Linked DNA regions of Anser cygnoides: region 1 is linked to region 2. Evidence: chromatin contacts called from public Hi-C data. All regions are on one chromosome and are shown on one strand. Each heading gives the region's core, a stretch centred on a gene start, on an enhancer-like site or on the middle of the called end of the contact. The rest is flanking DNA. Distances are from core to core; before and after follow the strand shown.

The links. A called contact is a pair of places that touch in the nucleus more often than the background predicts.
Region 1: a contact with region 2 is called in a Hi-C map of liver, with 2.1 times the contacts expected there. The contact joins the promoter of ITPR1 here to the promoter of ARL8B in region 2. A contact is called at or near these places in 2 of 7 Hi-C or Micro-C datasets (both in liver).

What each region holds. Positions count from the first base shown.
Region 1 is chr10:4,173,362-4,180,093 of Taihu_goose_T2T_genome, forward strand. It overlaps ITPR1 (inositol 1,4,5-trisphosphate receptor type 1), which reads right to left and starts at 3,222. Exons shown (of 60, transcript XM_067003328.1): 1 at 3,080-3,222. SUMF1 (sulfatase modifying factor 1) reads left to right here and starts at 4,170. Exons shown (of 9, transcript XM_067003014.1): 1 at 4,170-4,192; 2 at 6,605-6,732. The coding sequence starts at 6,605.
Region 2 is chr10:3,931,751-3,939,016 of Taihu_goose_T2T_genome, forward strand. It overlaps ARL8B (ADP ribosylation factor like GTPase 8B), which reads right to left and starts at 5,534. Exons shown (of 7, transcript XM_048070792.2): 1 at 5,288-5,534. The coding sequence starts at 5,410.

The DNA.
Region 1 (6,732 bases), core at 1,972-4,471, 240 kb after region 2:
GTTTACCGTCCTTTGATAATCTGCTCAGCAGAGCGATCGGGGAGGTAGGAGCACTAAGCTGGCCGCAGCGCTCCTCACATTAGCATTCTGGCAGATGAGGATGGAGTTACATCACTGCAAGCTGTAAATCAGCAGAATAACACATGCTTCCACGCACATTTCTAATGCGTTTGTCTCCCTAGAGGGTTAACTTCCCCAGATCTGTAGTTCTTACTCTCAATAAAACACTGGTAGGAAGGGGAAAAAAGAGTTCTGATGCAAGTTTTGATAGGCTTAACCAAAACCACAACTATGAAAATGAAACTTTTCTGAGTTCAGAATCCAGAGCTGAATTTTGCATCCTCACTCTACTTCGGAATTATGGTTCCTGTAGTTTATCTTAAGTTCCCCCCCCCCCCCCCCCAAAAAAAAAGAACACGGTCCTACAGAACCCAACCGCGCTGAAGACCTGGAAAAGTAGTTTCTCAACAGGTACAGAGTACGCAAGAACTGCAGACACTTCGCGTGGCTGCCTCTGCCAGCCCAGCGCGGAGCTGCAGCCCCCTGGAAGCCAGCTCTGTCTCCATCCCCAGCTACAGCGCTTCCGTGCCAAGACGGAGAGCCAGGCAACAACGGCGGTGGTGCTTTTGTGGCGTCTGCTGGGAACAGAAGTCAGAAAGGAATATCGGGCCGGATCAAAGCTCGAGCTGCTTGGCACCCTGCCTCCCGCAGCAGCCACTGGGAGATGCCCGACGAAGAACACAGGAATCATTCTGAGTAACCGTGGACGTGGACAGGATCTGCCTTGCAGCTCGCAGATGTCTGCTGGCTTTTCAAGCCTTCTGCTTTACAGGTCAGTCAGCACTGGGTGCTCAGGCTGCAGTGCAGGGGGCTACATGGCTACTGCTCGAAGGTTTTTAACTCCTCTTCGGTGCTACTACACAACAGCAAGCAGAAAAACGGCTCCAGGCTCCTGAAGCAGTAGCTAACAGCGAAGGTGCCACCTCAGCAGCAGAAGAAACGAATTTGGAGCATTCCATAAGGAAGCTTTTTATGAAACCAGATTAATACCACAGCCACATCGTGACAGAAATGTTACATTTACATAACTTTCTACCAGCACGCCGTCTTCCAGCTCTAAGCCCCTCTGGTCCCTGTAAGCTGCTTTGGTGAAGCTGCCTTCCCTCACACTCACCCACGGGCGAGCGAGCAGCCAGTCTACCAGCTACTACCGAGCCACTACCCTCATCCCACCTCCCACGGGATTCCGAGATTCCTCCCGTCTTCCAGCACAATCCTACAACTACAACTCTCATGTTTATGGCGTGACGCCGCCGCAGGCTCCCGGCATGCTCCGTAACTTGTCGCGTCGCACGGCCCCGAGGAGCAGGCCCCGCGCTGACACCAACAAAGCCGCCCGGGGGGGCCGCACCGGCTCACCACTGCTCCGTCCCGGGGACAGCACGAGGCAAGGGCCCCACAGACCTGCGTCCTGCTCGGAGCCTGCTGAAAAAAGTTTGGCTTCGTTATCGCCCATCTCAGCCAGGCACCAGCAGGCACCAGCACTGGAAGGAGCTCCTGCTTCCAGAACAGGCCTCAGGACCCCACCGGCTGGTATCGAGGCAGAAACCAGACCGTTACTGCTCCTCTCACACGCACGTACGACGCGGGAAACGCCACAATCTTACTTGCACGTTTCACCCAAAGTCTGCCGCTCTGGCGGGCGACTGGCCGTCTCCCCACACTGCCATGTCCTGACATCGATCCAGCACTACCTCTACAGCAAGGCTGAGCCCAAGACCTGGTGTCACACACCGTCTGCAAGGCTCGCTCTAGACTGCGATGGCACTTGCGGGGAGCCAGGACCTCAGGTTCCCTTTCGTCACTTGCACTTAATTCTTCAGGGTTCTGGTGTAACCCACACACCGATTTGTCGGGGTGATGCAAGAGGATGGACAGCGCCATGAGGCCCCATTAACCTCTCATTTCTAACAGGAACCACAACTGTCGCTGACACCCCGCTGCATCCCGCCTGTCAGTCCCTCAGGGCTCTGAGGGCTCCGACAAGTGCCGCCGAGCAGGGCACCGCCAAGCCCTCTCCCTCTTCACCGCTCTCCACCAGGGCCTTCCCCACGCTCCAGCCCTGCTGCTCGTGACCAGCAATTCTTTGAAAAATACGCTATTTCCCACAGCTAGGCTCCACCCCACGGTTGCAGAGGCGAACCGAAGTCACTCTTGCTGTTTGTTTACTTCCTAATTTATGAACCTCTGCAGGAGGAAGCCGGATTGCTCCCTACTTGCAGCCTTCACGACCTCTGCAAAGCAAGCAGGTGGAGGGCAGCGGAACTCGTCTAAGCAAACGCTGTCACTGGGGGTGAAACGAGCTATTTTAGCAGGAAAAAATCATTACTGGCGAACAGAAGACGTCCTGGGGAACACGTTAAAAGTAACGAATTCAGCGAGGAGTTTACCGACAGCACCCCATAACAGCACTGCTTTGAACCCCCTGGGGCTGCTGTCAGACCCCACGCTGGCTCCTTTGCCGTCCGCACGCACCGGCCGCTGGCTGCACGGCTGCCGCCTCGCACGTGTGCAGCCCAACACGGCTCGGTGCCACCTGCCGTGCCGGGCCGTGGGGCTCCTTGTGGCCCCGCGGCTACCGGGGGGGTGCCTGCGTGCAGCCCCCAGCCCCGTGCCGCCACCACCCCCACGGCCCAGCAGCGGGAGCCGGGGGTGCCCGCTGCCCGAGGGGGCGGGCTGACGGAGGGGGCTTCCAAAGGAAGCCCAGAACGGGGCAACCCAGCGCCCGGCAGCGGAGCGGCCGGAGGGAGCGGGGGGGATGGATGGCGGCTTCGCCCCGCGCCCCCCTGCAAGGGGGTGCCGTGCAGGGGGCCTCCCACACGGCCGGGCCGCGGAGATCCCCGGGCGGAGCTGGGGTCCCGGGGCGGCTCCGGGGGTGCGGGTGGAGCAGGGGCCGCCCGCCGGGGGACCCCCGAGCCCCGAGCGGCCGCGCTCCCCCCCCCCGCCGCCCCCCGCTCAGCCCCGGGAGCCCCCCCCAGGGCCGCCCCTCCGGCTCTCGCCGAGCCCCCCCCGGCCCTACCTGGCTCCGGCTGGGGCGGGCTAGCGGCGGCGCGGCAGCCCCATGCCGGCGGCGCTGCCCGGTGCCGTTGGGACGGAGGCTGCGCCCCGCTGCCGCCGCTCAGCGGCCCGTCCGCATGGTTACTGCGCGCCGGGGCGCGCCGCCCGGCGCTATATAGCGGCCCGGGGGGCTGCTGGGAAGCGTAGTCCCGGCCTCCGGCCGACGCCGGCAGCGGGCGGAGAGCGGGGAGCCCGCGGGACTACAGCGCCCGGCGTGCCCCGCGGGCGGGGGGCGGGCGGCGGGGCCGCTGCGCCTCTGAGGGCTGGGCCGGGAGCGAGGGCGGCCCGCGGTCCTGCCCGGGCCCGCCGGGGTGGCTGCGGGCGCCGCCTGCTCGCCGTTCACCGCCCCCCCGGCCCTGCTGCGGGCCGTCCCTCCTCGGGAACCGGGCAGGGCAGCGGTGCCCAGCGCTGTCCGTAACCCAGTCCCGTCGTTTGTCTTCTGCTTCTTTGGCAGCCTCTCTGGAACACGGAGTATCAGAGCAACAATTTCTCTCATGGACTACCTTTGCTGGGTCGGCTCTCCACTGGCCGCGGAGGTTGTGCCAGTGAAGGCCCTCCAGCCAAAACCACTGATCGAGTAGTGCAAAGAACTTGCTGGATTTGAAGGAAAGACAATTATGGATAGGTCTCCCATTTCTGTAATATTTTAATAACAGTCAAATCAGTGTCTTAATTCTGAAGCACAGCACACTCAGTACCAGGAAAGAGAATAATTAAACTCCGTGTGGAAGAGATTTCCTGCCTGTGAAGAAATGACTTAGCAGCACAGACGTAGTCGATAAATGACACCAAAGGAAGTCCTCAGGAGCCCTCAGGGTCACAAGCTGGAACTTGGGTGCTGTTCAGAAGCAACCTGTCGTTTTAATTGTTTCGTCTAGTCTCCTAAAACAACACAGGAACATAAACCTTCCTGATGAAAGTACAGAAAAGATGCAAAAAAGAATTCTAGGGAAGCAAGCAATGGGAACGAGCAGGCAGGATACACCAGCAGCCTGTCCCAGCGGGCTGGAAACGAGCTGGTTTTCCTGAGCTCCGTAACGGCACAGCCGGCACCTCATGGCTCTGATGCGGGCAGGTTATTATCAAGTTTGTGAGCGCTTGTTTTTTTTGATTTTCTAAGTGCATCACGGGGCAAAAGGGACTGCTGATAGCTGCTGGGAACGCACGCCTGCGAAGGTGCCCAGCGCTGTGATGCCAGCACACGCTACAATGTCATACAGCCCACGCTGTTGGGTAGTGTTGCTTACTAGTTGCAGTACTAGTGTAAGAGAAAACAAGACAGGAGTCCCCTTCGCTCTGCCCGTACTTCTTTTAGCTGCCATGTCCTAATCTGTGCAGTTACGTGCAGGGATCTGGTGTCCCACAGAGTGAAAGTTTCTTCCAGCGTGGCGGGGACCCAGCGGGTCCGTTCTGCGCAGACCTGAGCAGAAACCTCCCCACAGCGTAAAGAGTTACGTGGCGGAGCGCCAAACTCTCCAAGAACTGCGGTGACCCCAGGAAGAAGCAAGGAGAAGCCGGGCGCCCCCCGCCCCGAGGCGGCCCCTGGCAGCCCCCAGGCGGAGGGGGAGAACACCGGGAGCCAGGCGCGGCCCCTTTAAGGCGCCGCCGCCACGTGACCGCGGCAGCACGTGACGCCGCCCAACATGGCTGCGCCCTGCGGCTATGGGGCGCTGCCCCTCTTCCTGGCCCTGACCCTGCTGCTGGCGGCAGGGACGGACCCGGATCCGGATTCGAATCCGGATTCGGATCCGGCTCCGGCTCCCAGCGGGGCCTGCGGCTGCGGGGCCGGCCGCGGCGGCGGGCGGGAGGCGGCGGCGCGGCGCTACGTGGCGGCAGCAGCGGGCGGCGGCAGCGGCAGGAGCGGGCCGGTGAGCGGCGGGGGGAGCGGGGAGTGCGGGGGGGCAGCCGGAGGGCCGGCCGCAGCTCGCCTGCACCGCGCTCACGGCGGCACCCGGCTGCGGTCAGCTGGAAGCGAGGGGAATCGGGCCCGGCCTCGGCAGCAGCCGGGTGCGGCGGTGCCGCCGCCTCCTGGGAACCGCAAGGCCGGTGGTAGCGGGGCTGCCCCGCAGCGCTGCGGGCCCCGCTGCCGGAGCGGGCCTCTGAGCACACGGAGCTGCGCGCACAAGCCAGGTGCTGCTGCTGGGATGCAGGTGCTCGTCAGGAAGCCTCGGGGCGTTCCCAGCTGAATCCGCCCGGCAGGCTGTCAGGGTTCCTGCCTGGCAATGTCAGGATGTTTCAGGGTTTGGAAATGAACGCCAGGCTGCACAGCGAGAGTTAATTTTTCGTATGGTTTCAGACAGCGCTTCCCGAGTGAGTTTTCAGTCTTGCTTTGAGGACCGCTTCCAGGAGTTGTTTTAGCTACGGCGGATTGGAAAGAGGTTCTTCTTTTTGAGGTTCTTTTTTAGCCTTCTTTTTTTTTTGCCAGAACTGAGATGACACTTGTGGAGTAGCGTTAGGACCATGCTACACTGGGAACTTTCCTCGTGGAGTAGTTCTGTTATGAGACCTGCATTTCTGACGTACCAAACGTCAGGATCTCGCACCAAGTGCTGCTGTCCCTCAGAACGAGCAGTACTCGCTTTGCTTTCTGTCACTGCCTCACCTCCTCGAATCCCTTGTAAGAGCAGTGTGTGGCACAGACGGGCATGCGCCCTGTCAGCGTGTGCTGGGGCATCATGCACGCTGGGTTATTCCCCTAAGGGACGCCTCTGTCAGTGCTGACAGGATTTCCTGGTGCTCGCCCACGCACAGGCCTCTGATCCGCTGCCAGCAGAGGGAGGTGGCTGAGTTCAGTGTGAGTTTGGGACTGAGGGTACTTTGGGAATACTGAGAACGAAGCAGAGGGAGTTTTCTTCCCTACTGCATTCGTTGGCTGGTGAGGAGTCGGGTGGCTTCTCGGTGAAGTAGCTCTTGGGTGGCGTTAGCCCTTGAAACGTCGCCTGCCAGCTGGGAAGGTTTTAAGGAGCCTGAGCTGTCGTTTGTGCTTCCAGCACAGGCTCCTGAGCAGGGATCGTGGCAGCTCCTGTTTTTTTGGGAGAACAGCTGTTGGGTGAGGAATGGTTTGCTCAGCCTGCGCTCTTCAGCGGGGTCTCAGGAAGCGCACAGTGAGGTATGGCAAGGCCTTCAGGGCCTTTGTCTTCCTAGGAAGAACCCTCTAAGGCAGAGGGGAAACGTGTTTTGGTTCCCTGGAAGTTGGCTGAAGCCTTAAAGGGAATACATCTTACTGAAACAGTTAAAGTTTAAGGTCGTTTTAAGTTTAAGAAAGTTTTTGCTCTCGATTTAAGTTCTGCTTTGTGTTATTTTCTGGGCGGGTGGGGATCGTGATGTCAATGTCGTTACCTTGCTGTGCTGTTTTCATCCGTCGGTTAAGCGCTGCTGCAAGCCAAGAGCACCTTCAAAGATGAGGGAACGGGGCAGTAAGACCGATGAGAGACTTGTCAGTCTTTAATTTTTGTAACCTGTTTGGTGTTGACTGCTTCCTCTGCAGATGGTGGCTATTCCGGGAGGAGAGTTCACGATGGGCACCGACGAGCCGGAGATCCGGCAGGATGGAGAGTGGCCTGCCAGGAGAGTGCGCGTTAACGGCTTCTACATGGACCGGCACGAGGTCAGCAA
Region 2 (7,266 bases), core at 4,284-6,783:
GTCATCCCACTATTAACTGGGCCCTGGTGCACAAAACCATGAGGCTGAAGTCCCAGCAACACAGGGAAGCTCAGTGTGGAACTGCCCAGTGAAGACCACCTCGACCCAACAGTTCTTATATTCCAGGTCAGGCAAAAAATCACACCCAGCGCCAGACCTTAAGCGCTTTAAGAGGACAGGGGTTACTAGCTAGCTACACAGGCAGCAAACAAACCAGCCTTGCGCCATGCTTGCCCACTCCGAGAGACAGTTCTCGTAACGAGCTGGCAGGTGAGATACAGGTAACCTTCTCCCGCAGGGCACTACGCACCCCTTACCTGCCCAAGTATCAGCCTGCCTTGGATAAGGGTTACTGAGAGAAGCAAAACTGCTTCTAGGCTGGACTAAGTAATTTAGGAGTACAGGGCAGACATCAGTTTGGACTCAGCTCCCCTGTGACTAGCACAGCCAGTTCCAACCCTTGCACAGACCGCGGCACTCACGAACGCTCTCCACACCAACCTGGTCCGCCTGTTACACACCAGCTAATGCTAGCTTTGGTTTGGGGCTGCACTGCGCTGAACTTCACCGTACAGTTCCTTGTTACAGGGAAGCAACAGGCACCCGAGCGGTTTGCTGGGCGCCCTCACACCGCTCATCAGCCCAGGCTCTGCACTGCTGCCACGGTCGGCTCCTCGGTTTGCACCCGCTTTAACGGGGTCTTGCGGCCGCTGTGTGCCCTGAAACACAACCAAACGTGTTAAAGTACAACCACATGCACTGCTTTCTACCTTGAACTCTGCCAGAGTGCCTTCCTGGGTCTGCACTGCTCTCCCGCAGCCCTGGTCTCTTTTGTTCAGCCCACCGGCAGCCCCGAGGCAGCCTTGCCAGCCAGCATCCCCAGAGTTTTCCCTCAGGAACAAGACTGCGGTGTGCCAGTTACAGCTACACTTCGTATTGCAGGAGGGGAGGATATGAGTGCTCTAGACAAGCATTTAGCCTAGCATCATCTAGCTTTTGAAAAGTATACACAGGATGCTGTTTTTTTCTTTAAATACATAGCATTGAAACAAGCTGCTTACTAGCTGTACCATTTTCAGCTGTCTCGAGTCAAAAGAACAAAGCAAGAGAGACTCCAGCTCCCGCCCGCCTTTCTGTAGCCACAAGCTACAGCCAGAGGACTGCCGGCTTCCAGAAAGGTACCCTTACCGGGCTGGCAGCATAAATGCCAAAGCAACTCAAGCAAGTAACTAAGCTTAAGACTGGAGCTCCTGTTTCCTGTACCTTCCCTAAAGATTCTTTAAAATGTTAAGGATGCTGAAACAATTAAGAGGCAGAACTCGAGTTGCAGCAGTAAAGCTCGCATTCCTTCCTCTTTCCTTCTGGCTAGTGTGGCAGCTTTCTTGCTGGCACCAGAAACCACATCTACAATGGCTCATCCACCTGGTCCTCGGTGACCAGCTACAAGATCACCATTCCGCTGCCTGCACGAGGGGATTCTTTATAGCAACAGGGAGTGGTAGGGCTGACCTTGGTTTGCATCTCAAAGCTAACGTGATTTATTACTGCTATAGGACAGATTTCTTCACATAAGTTTTGTTACTGCACAAAGACTCCAGCCAGGACACTCCTAGTCCACCTGAATGAGAACACCATCGTAAGTCCCGCTGTTTGCCCCTAGATTTCTGCCTACACTATGAAAAAAGCTGCATCTTACAAGTTCTTTTCAAAAAGCAGTCACTTTAGCATTATATAAAGCTACCCGTACACTATGCCTCTTCTGCAGCACTGATGGCCTCAACCACGGGCGTGCATCACACAAGGACAAGTCGGCTCCATGGTTCCTGCAGTCACCTTCCTCTTGAAGTACTTCAGCATTTCAGCTACTTGTGATCACGTTCAGAAGCTTGAACACAAGTTCACAAGCTACGTGAGAACTCAAGACCGTGACAACAGAGAAACATTTCTATCTCAGACCACTTGGGGTACAGCAAGCAGGACCTCAAAGACAGTATTAACTGAACATGAGTCACTTGGTGTTGCCCTGTTACCTAATGAAGTGAGGCAATCCATTTCAATAGACTCCTGCAACTAAGGAGCACTTCACTTAAAGATGTATCGCACTTCTCACTGAAGTGCTACCGAGCGTCAACGTATACTCTTTACAGCCTACCTGGGTGCTTCAGAAGGCACTAAGCCAGCGCTGAAGCTGGTTGGAACAATGCTTTTCCATGCTCCTCCAGGACAACTCTAAGACAAAGTTACGTGTAACAGTCACAAGGACTGAAGGAAGCCACGGCTGCTGCTGCCCAGCGGAGCCGTTCATTCCGAGGAGCTTCGTTTGGTGTTGTCTCTTTCCAGGGACCAAAGCCTCACTCAAAGGCTTGTCAGACACGCCACAGTTAGAGAAAACACACACTGCTTCAGGCCTTGACAGAAATCCTAAAAAGAGATCTTATTTATCCTATCAGCACGCACAGAACAGATTAAGTTTAGCTCTTAAACCCGACAACCACACCAGGGCAGCCTGCCTCCCTCGCAGCTCCCTTCTCCTGCCCGCTGCATCCCAGACCCTGAAGCTGCAGCGTTGCAGACGCCTGGGTCGAGGATCGCTGCACGGCGCTGCAGGCAAGGTTGCCAACAGGGCGCAGCGCCCCTCCACGGAGCACCTTCCTGCCGCGGAAGCAGCCCTGCTGCCTGGAAGCGGCCCGTTTATTCGAGTCATGTTGCAGCTGCGCCACGTGACGGAGCTCGGTTGCCTGTCCTGCCTCCCGCGGCAGCGTGGCTGTGACTTGCAGCTCTGACAGCAGGTCTGATGAAAGCCCGTGGACAGGCGCTGGCTGCAGAGAGGCGAGCGACAGAAGATGCTGCAGACTCCAGAATATAATGGTCACTTCCAGCCCTCGGATAAGGAGCCTGCCGTGCCCGATGCGATGCTGGATGACATGCAGTTTCTCTGAAAGGAGCCACAGGCCATCTACTTTATGGAAATTAGGAGCAGAAGGAAATGATATCCTCCCTTGTGAGCAAGTTTACTCACGCACACGGAAAACTTATGCTAAATATCTAATTAGAGGCCGTGACTAATATGGAGCCAACAGCAAAGCAGAAGCTGCATCCAGCTGCGAGCAGATCTCACTGCTGAGGCTGCTAAGCCCCCTAGTCAAACGAAGTTTGGTCTGGTTACAAACTAACTCCTTGTTCAGACTAGAAAGATAAATACAGCCCAAACCAGCTCACTGCCTACAAACGCTGCTCTAGAACTGGACTGTTTGCCTCTCGTGGCATTTCCACCTCAGCGGTCATCCAGGAGTTGTATCGAGCCTCCAACGTAATGGGCTCAAGCTTTCCCTCTGGTTACATGTGCCGGATCGTAGCGGGGACCCATGCCAGACACAAGACTACGCTAGAGACTCACATTAAACTCACTGCTGTCAGGAGACTGGTAACAGCCCCTTGCTAGGCAGAATGCAACCTTAAGCTACATCCTGGCACGTAATCCAGCTTTTAAAGCTATCTACAGGACTAGCATCTTGCTGTGTCATTCCTCTCATTTCAGTTTTATGGAATCCCAGTGCTTGACAGCTACTTCCACCCAAAGCATTAACTGGCCTGCAGAGAGCAGTTATTCTTTTCCAGCACTAATTTCCCTGCGCACGCTCTGAACTAAAGACAAGACAACACCTGACAAGAGGTTAGCTCTGCACGCCACGGACTGCATTGTGCTGACAACTAAAGCTCACGCTATTTTTCTTAAGCCAATAATAAAAACCTAAGCAAGTTTCCCTCACTCTGCTTTTCTTAAAGAGGCACTAGATTTCCTAATTAAAAGCCTCAGAAATGTGCCTTACTGCTTCCAGACTTGAAGCAGTAAATGATCCTGTGTCTTATGCATAATGACTTCCTTATTTCAGTCAGTTTTGCAAGCCTATTTGAATGACACTTACTCAGATAAATTTCTGGGTGTGATCCTAATGAGCAGTCAAAACCTTGCAAGATTCAACCTCTAGCAAAGCAAGCTGGACGCAGTTGCCAGCTTTACTTCCAGTGCTTTTACCACCTGGGACAATCTAGATGGACGAAAATGCTGTGTGACCACTGCAGCTATCCTGTGGTACTCCACGTTACCTGCAGCAGTTTCACCTAACTCCTTGAAGGAGCTGTGCTTCAAGGCACAGATGAGCAGTACTTCAACACGTGCAGTCGCCATCTGGGATGACATAAGGGGAGAAACCTGCAGAGTAATCCCAATTACTCAAATTCAGTTGCAAGAACGCACCAAGCAGTATCAGTTCAGGGCCCCCACATTGAGGTTGTTCAGTGGCTCATGAGTTCCACTTGCAGAAATCCAGGAGCAGAGGAAGCTGCAGCCACTGGCGTGTGAGAGGAAAGGCTTCTGGAGCCCTCAGGTGAGTCCAGCAACTTTTCCTTAACCAGGCCGAGGAAGGGTCACCTTTTAACTAAGGCAGACCCACTTCACGTGGGTATCGTGAAGACCATTAAGACTAAGATTCAGCTGCACAAGAGCTTTGTTAGGTTTTGACACTGTCCCTGTAACAAGAACCATGTGTAACTGCAGAAGAATGAGTCTTTTTCCCTATCCAGTTTTTCAATCAACTGTGGCACTTAAATAAATACATTCATAAGAACACTCAGAAACATTAAGATGCCACCTCATAGAAGAGGCTGAAGGTCTGTTTGGGCCTGAAGTTGCGGACAATTCTAGGTGCGCTAGACTCAGGCCAGTCCCGGTCCCTGCAGAGCACCAAGGCCCCCTGCCTGCCCCCGTCAGCCCCCCCTTCTGAACTCGCCCCCTCGGTCGTTCTGTGGCGTGGATCCGCCGGGCAGGGCGCTGAAGAAGCCGAACAAGCCATTTAAGCACGCCACTCTTGCTCTCGTTCGACAGCGGGAGAGCTCCGTGTGGGAGGATTCCCACACCCTTCCCTCATCTGCTCCAGGCGGCTATCAGACAAGTAGGCCCGGGCTCGGCAGGCTGCTGCCGGGCTCAGCGCACACCTCCAGAGCGAGGAGGCAATGGGCGCGGGCCTCGGCGGCCACGAGAGGCAAAACCGGGAGCGCAGCTGCGAGGGGGGGAACCCCGAAACTGCGGCCGGGCAGGAGGGAGGGAGGGAGGGAGGGGACGGCGGGTGGCGGCCCCGTGCTGGGCCGGGGGGGAGCCCCGGGAAGGCCGCACGATGAGGCCGGGCCGGGCAGGGCCCCCTCAGTGCTGCCGCCCCCCGGCCCAGCACCGCGCCCGGCCGCACCCCCGGGCCGCATCGCCCCCCTCAGCCCGGTCCCTGCCGCTCACCGCGATGACGTTGACGAAGGTGGTCTTGCCCGAGTACTGCAGCCCCACCAGGGTCAGCTCCATCTCCTCCTTCCAGAAGAGCGAGCGGAACCAGTCCAGCAGCCGGGACAGCAGCGCCAGCATGGCTGCGGCCGGGCCCTCGCTGACGGGACGGGGACGGGGACGGCGGCGGGCAGCGCTCCGGCGGCTCTCGGGCACCCGCGCTGCCGGCTCGCCCCCGCGCCGCCCTCATGTGACGCCGCGGCCCGGCCGCCGCCGCCACCACCCCCCGGCCGCCCGCCGCAGCGCCCCCTGCCGGCCGCCGCCCGCACGGCGCCCCGGGAGGACCGGCAGGGAGAGGGGCGGCGCCGCCATCTTGGGCGGGAGCGCGGCGGGGGGGGGGGGCGGGCCGCGCCGCCATCTTGGGGCGCCCCCGGGTGGGCGCTGGGGAAGGCGGGCAGGGGATGGGGAGTGAGGGGCGGTGGTGCCGCGGTGTGAGCGGGACCCGCCGGTGTCAAACGAGTGAAACACAAAGGAAGGCGTGCTCGCGGGGAATCCAGACACAGGCTCAGCTTCACAACTGGCCGTTCTTGCACGCCTGCTCGCTGTCCAGTTTCTGCCCTGCATTTTGTGTAGAGCTTTTCAGGGAACTTGCCCTGGGCACTGCATCTCCACCAGTCACGGACCTGAAGCTGGTTATTTTCCTCCCCAGCCAAGATAACCCTGGTTCCGTACAGAAGAGCCAATAGCAGGTGGAGGGAGATCAGAAATCCCTAACTCTGTTAAAGAACAGCAGAAAAAGAACACGAACCAGTGCACACACCTAAGCAAAGGTGGCAGGAGCAGTGCAAAGTTACACACTGGACACCTTCACCTACATAGCAAACACCACTCCTCTAAACAACCTGTCTGTTTTAGAGCCAGCTCCACAGAGTTCAACTGTGGCACCTGCTGAGGGAGGCCAAGGCAGGAGGGATGTGAGCTGAGCATGTGGAGGCAGAGATGAAAAACGGACGTAGGAGGGTCCCTGAGGTGCCCAAGGGAGGAGAACCATGTCCCTTCACCTGAAGTGCACTCTTTTTTCCTCAGGATTTCTTACGATGAAGAAAAATTGTTATCACTCGAATTCCCTCCATTAAGAGTTATTAGTGGATTGTATAATCATAGAATATCCTGAGTTGGAAGGGACCCACAAGAGTCATCAGGTCCAGCTCCTGGCTCCACACAGGACCACCCAAAAATCAGGCCGTGTGTCTGAGAGCGCTCTCCAACCGCTTCTTGAACTCCAGCAGGCTTGGTGCCATGGCCACGTCCCTGGGGAGCCCGTTCCAGTGCCCAACCACCCTCTCAAATGAATATGTAACAGGATCTGTTTGTCGCAGGATCACAGAGTCCCAGACCAGATAAGGCTGGAGACACCTGCGGGTGCCTCCGGTGCTCTAGGCTGTGCCCACTGCCCCTGGTCCTGGCACCAGGCACTGCCGAGCGCAGCCAGGCTCCGTCTTCCCCACACCTTCCTTCAGGTGCTTACAGACATGGGGGAGCCTCCCCGGAGCCTCCTCTCGTGCAGGCTGAGCAGCCCCAACTCTCCCAGCCCCTCCTCGCAGCAGAGGTGCTGCAGCCCCTCCACCACCTTGGCGACCCTACCAGTATGCCCAGGTCTCTCTTGTACTGGGGGGCCCAGAACCAGACAGTGGCTCCCCTGCCTTGCCCTGTCAGCCCCCACACAGCTGGGGGGCCACCCCCTGCCCCAGCCCCACCACTGCTAGTACATCGCGCATCTGAGGACCTGGCAGCCCACAGTATTCTCTGTTTTTTGGCTAAAGCACAGAAGACTATCTTCCAAAGTCCCTTTCTGCCTGTGGTTTGCACAGGTATATGTTGAAGATTTTGCAGGAGCTGGAAGCTGTAGCACTCAGACTGAACGAGCCAGCTAAGGGCTGATCTGAGAGGCCGGTTGCTCCTGTGTGCCCGTCATTATTTCAAAGATAAAAGCTTCC